2 separate regions of the Sus scrofa genome follow, and region 1 is linked to region 2. Evidence: chromatin contacts called from public HiChIP or PLAC-seq data. All regions are on one chromosome and are shown on one strand. The core of a region is the stretch at or near the end of the contact, and the rest is flanking DNA. Distances in the headings are between cores, read along the strand shown. Region 1 has its middle 93 kb from the start of UPP2. Region 2 overlaps CYTIP (cytohesin-interacting protein).

Evidence for each region. HiChIP or PLAC-seq counts read pairs in DNA pulled down with a chosen protein or histone mark.
Region 1: an H3K27ac HiChIP or PLAC-seq map of skeletal muscle shows a contact between it and region 2, with 2.9 times the contacts expected there. The contact joins two enhancer-like sites. A contact is called at or near these places in 2 of 2 datasets of contacts at active chromatin or transcription factors (alveolar macrophages and skeletal muscle).

Annotation. Positions count from the first base shown.
Region 1 is chr15:64,994,755-64,997,454 of Sscrofa11.1, reverse strand. No RefSeq gene overlaps it. Among named protein-coding and RNA genes, the nearest start is that of UPP2, 93 kb to the left of the region's middle. Within about 2 kb of position 1,299, at least 8 of the 83 cell types and tissues checked have an H3K27ac peak or open chromatin away from gene starts, as enhancers often do. A contact at or near this core is called in skeletal muscle, where this site is marked.
Region 2 is chr15:64,376,609-64,379,308 of Sscrofa11.1, reverse strand. The region is part of intron 2 of CYTIP (cytohesin-interacting protein); the gene reads left to right. Among named protein-coding and RNA genes, the nearest start is that of CYTIP, 43 kb to the left of the region's middle. Within about 2 kb of position 1,373, at least 29 of the 83 cell types and tissues checked have an H3K27ac peak or open chromatin away from gene starts, as enhancers often do. A contact at or near this core is called in skeletal muscle, where this site is marked.

The sequences.
Region 1 (2,700 bases), core at 50-2,549, 620 kb before region 2:
GGGTAAGCCAGTCTCCCAGGTCTAGTGAAGCAGAGAAGTGCAAGGTCAAATGCTTTCTCAGGTTCATTAGGGGCCTCACCACACTCGCTCTCAGCTTTTAGCACAACTCCCACTTCACTCAACATTAATTCAACCTGCATTTACTGAATCCCTGCCACGTATTCCCCTTTCCAATCTGTGGCCTTTTAAACTGAATTGATGCCTGCTCTTCTGTCTTTCCTGCTTAACTTCATCTCACCTACTGGGAAAATTAAGAGAGGATCCCACTTATGCCCAGAACTGTGAAAATGCAACGTATCTTTAGTGGAAAGTTTACAGATAACCACCAGATGGGGCTGCTATGCAATGAAAGTAAACTTTTGTGGGGGCATGAGGAGTGGCTACAATATACTCCAACATCCAGAACAGCATTATTTATATCTTTCTTCATTGAAAACTAGGAAAAAAATGTTTTATGGATGTCTATGCTTCTAAATTTTTATAAAATCAAATCACTGCTTATAACAAATTTAGAAAATACTCCTCTTAGAAAGGGAATGTACATATATGTATGACTAGGTCACTTTTCTGTACAGCAGAAATTGGCACAACATTGCGAGTCAACTACACTTTAATAAAAAAAATTTAAAGAAAATACTCCTCTTAAAAAACAAGTGATCTTTTTAGAGAAAAATATATGTGCTTATTATTAGATGTTTTCCCCTCGGAGGAGATCCTGCCCACATCAAGTTTGCTTGCTTGTCTTTCTTCCTGATCCTTTCTCTTCATTCCTCTGTCTCTTTCAGTGAAAGGCCATAATATGAAAGGGAAATGCATTTATTTATTTATTTTATTACAGTCTTCTATGTGCTCTGTAATCAATTTCAAAAATAAATGAATGGCGTTTGACATTTTCTATCAACAGGCTCTTCTATCCTGATCTCTTCCATCTCAATCTAAATTAATCACTTTGACCTCACTACTTTTTCCTTCAGGTTTAGTTTGAAGATCTAGACAATTCTTGATTAATAACACTCACATGAGGTTGCCCCTGTCTCAGAAAATCCGAGAGACAAAAGGAGGGAGAGTGCCAAGTATGCCTTTGCTATCTCAGGAACACCCTGCTTAATGGGGCAAAGTAACCACAGGGGGTGGGGTTGGGGGGCAGCTGGAGCGTGACAATTGACCCCTGGGATGCAGAGGCAGGGAGTCTGCAGAGTCTGCGGACAGCAGCAGGGAAAGCTGCAGAGGGGAGGCGTCCCTCCTCTTTCTGCAGCACGATGCAGCCTGTGTCCCACTAATGCAAAACCAAGAGCGTCCTGGTGAGAAATGGAAAACCTAAAAATAGACCTGCAGAAAGGACTTTGACCTTGGCTTGAAAGTCAGCCCAGTGCTATGACAAGAAGGACTTTTTCCATGAAGATTATGTTTTTAAAATTCATATTTCATCTGCGTGCAGACTCTCGGTAAAACCACACTCAGAAAATGTGCATGTTGGCTGTCTTTCAGCTGTAAAGTCATTATATTTGGCTCTGGTTCTTTTGGACATTAGATGTCTGTGTAAGCGTTTCTTTTTGAAATTTCTCATGTAAGAAGTTAGTGGTTATAAACTGGATTAATAGTGACATTTAAGCATATCTCTATTACTGTATGTATCCAGTACTTAATGATTTCTGGAAAGAATTCAAGGACAAAGCAGGAAAATGTTGCATTCAAGTAATATAGAATGTACATGCTTTAGAATTAACTACAAAGAATTAGTAATTTCTCTTGAAGATATCTATCCACAGTACCAAAAGAATATATATATTTTAAGCTTCAGTAATTAAATCCCAAATTAAAGGATACTGTCCTATAATTTCTTGTGTATGTTAGTTATATTTGAAATGTTTGCTATCAAAGAACTTCAGGGGACCTTTATATGTACTCCATATATATGTTAAGAGTAACTTTGTGTGTGTATGTTTTGTTTTGTTTTTTTTAAGGCTATTAAATGGCAAAAACACTTTTATATACTTAGGTAACTTCCTAAGGAACAGCTGCCACCAATTAAACAACATACTTTTTAAAGACTCTTGGGGGTTCAATATACCGTCAGTGGACTGAAAAATCTGGAAAAATGGACTTCATTAGCTACTACAAAATTATTGAAAAGATGGTTGAAATGGCGTTTAATACCTGCGAAGACAGGAATAATCAGTGGTTTAAAGTTTCACCATAAAGATTGGTAAATAACCCTGATTACAGGTCTTATTCAAACAGAAAATAATGGATATGTGATGAAAGGAGAATAATGATCCGAATTGCTCTTAATCTTGGAATCATGCCTATTGATTGGCCTAGAAATAATGGGACTAATCATATGGTAAGAAAGCCAAGTGCTTGAGAAAGTCATTAACTTTGGGGAAACAAGATACCCACTAACTTCATTGTACTAGTACAGTATTTTATTGAGTAAAGCCTTCAAACATCTGTGTATTTAGGAAAAATTCCAGTGCTAACCCACGTCAAATAGCATTCCTTTCCACTTCTCCGGAACTGGTAAAAGCTATTTAGGTACTCTTTATAATTCATCAAACATTGACTGAACACCTACTGTATGCCTGGAATACCACAGAATCAAATAAGTAATTTAGCATTTTGAAAGATAATTACTAATCTCACATTGGCTTATTTCTAATAAGCTAAAGAAGTAACGATCTTCTCAAAATAGTCAATTTA
Region 2 (2,700 bases), core at 124-2,623:
CTCTTATAGTGGAAAATGCTGTAGGAAGGCGGAAGTAAAAGTATCCTGATAAATATTGCAGTGCTAAGGGAGTCGCTAGTGGACCTTATGCCCAAGGGTAGTAAGTTGTCCTTGGACAGTAGTTTTCACCAAATGCTGTAGTGAAAACCTGACAGATGAGAAGCCTCAGTGTGCATTAGTGGTAACACTCTTTGCCTGGTTTTCTTTTGATTAATGAATTATTACTAAACAGACAACTTCTGAAAGGGTAATTTCACTTATAAGTTCAGATACAAAATATTGTGCCAAACCCTGTAATGCTTATATTTCTGGGATGGGTTCTGCCCTTCAGGAGCTTTTACATTATTTCTGTCCACACACCCACCTGTTACCAAAACTCCCAAGTATTCCTCATGGAAACAAGATATTTTGATCATTTAATGGATACTTTTAGTAGAAAACAGTTAATTTCACTTTGAAAGAATTTGAAAAGTATTCTCTAATCCATACTGTGCTGTGTTTAGAAACAATATAAAAATTTTTTTTTTCTTGAAAAAGAAGTTTGTGAGCCCATGAGACTTTCCTAGGAAGCTATTGTGTTCTAGTTGGGTTCCTTAAGGGCCCTTATTATAAGGTAAGATATTGAGTTCAGCTCCACTATTTTACTATATTTTAGAATATTTCTGTGGAGCACTGCCCTCCTAAAGCTCCTGACTTAAAAGTGTAAAAAAAGCTATATTGATGGAACAATTGGGAAGAATCACACAGGGGACTGGAAAGGGAGCAGAGCACAGAATTTGGGAACTTTTGAAACAAACAATAAACCAAAAATGCTTCACCTGTGAATAGGTATCCTCCCCTCCCCCCACCCTCAACATTTTCAGGAAATGAGTACACAGTGGGGACAGGAAGTAACAGGCTGTTACTTAGCAGCCAAAGTGGCTACAGTATTGAACTTCAAGTTCCTCTGAGGAGCTGGTTATCTGGTTCAGCTGCAGATTATTTTTATTTTCCGCAGACTAACAGCTGAAGTACAGTCTTGGTTTCTCAATAAAGAGGGACGTTGTGAATCACCGCATAGCAGCAAAAATTGCAATTTTAATATTAATGTCTGATCTTTTAAGCCATTTGACTAAAAACAAAAGATGCAGGATCCTAGCCCTACCCCAGGCATCTTTATATTAGAGGCTAGCAAGGAGTTAAGGAGCTTTGTCTACTCAGCAGTCATAATTGAATGTGTAGTTTGCAGCCCTGCCAAATTGCTAAACCTAGATTTCTCATATTAGATAATGTGTAATAAAAGACAGCTGTTGCCAGCATATGCTGTTCATTGCACACCAGTTCCTCATTCATGAGATTTTGTCATCCCTACAGTCCTGAGAAAAGGTGCTGGCTGCGGGGGCAGCCTGGGGAGCAAAGGCTCCACTGGTCAGAGCCTAGAAGAGGGCAGCTCACTCTAGGGAAGAGGCGGCAGAGAAAACTTTTTCTAAACGTGAGACCTTTGATAAGACCTCAGACATACTTCTTTTCACTTAGGCAGATAGTTTGGTTGAACCCTGAGAACTTTCCTTTCCACATCGCCTGAGTCTGACAGCCCAGATCAAAAACAAGTAGACACTGTGTCAAGATGTGGCACGTGTCAGAGAACTTGATGGTGCCTAATTTATTTAAATTGTTTTTTATTTAAATATTAGGTGCCTATGACAGGCTCATTGCTAATCCAGAGTGGAAACTAATTTATAATTTGATTTGGTCTGATCTTTGCATGTGTGTCACTGATGACCCGGATCAGTAAGTCCAGAGGAATTTCGTATCTGCTCTGCTCTGCACCTCACTTTTGTGCTAGGCAGATATTTCCATTTTCATCTAGTCAATTAGTGAGAGAGAAATGCTAGCCCGAGGGAGGTGGAGACATATCTTTTTCTCTAGAGGTCTTGGATTTATCTTGTGGAATTAAGCAATTTTGTATTTGAATCTACCTAGAATGATTTTTTATGTTGAAGGTAGGTTAACAGCGGACAAGATGACATCTTGGGGTTCCCATCAATGCTATGATTATTTGCTTAGCAAAAAGATATTTAAAATTGATGAGGAAAAGCTCAAAATTTTAGGGATTCATTAATTCTTGTCACCATTCATTCATTTAGCTCTTGTGTACTAAGGCATTATTAACATAATTTATTTTCTATTAGTCCTTTTTCTATGGTTGTTTCTGTTTTGGGTTTGAGGTGGTTGTTTTTTTTGTTTTTTTTTTTGAGTTTTTGAGTTTTTGAGTTTGTCTATTTAGCTCTTTTCACATTTCCACTCTATTCTAGATCCTGTGCTGGGCATTGGGGTAGAAAGTAAAACAAATACATTCCCCAAGAGGCCCAAAGCATACAGATAATTATCAACAGAAGTGTTTAATCCAGTATGCCCTTTGTATAAATACACATATATGAATACGTTCATAATCTGATGAATATTGATGGCAATGGCAATATCTTAAAATATAAATTCTAGTTATGATTTATAGATATCATGATTAGCTATGACCTACCAAAGCACTTTACAATCCAAAATAAGGATAAAAGCCAAGCAAATGCAAATAATGAAAATAGATTAAGAAAATGTGAGTACAAGGTAAGAGAGAGATTCAAAATACTTGGGCATATCAAGTTTATTGCTCTCTTCTACAAGAAGGGAGCCCACTACATAGAATAGTCTCCACCTTGTTCATGG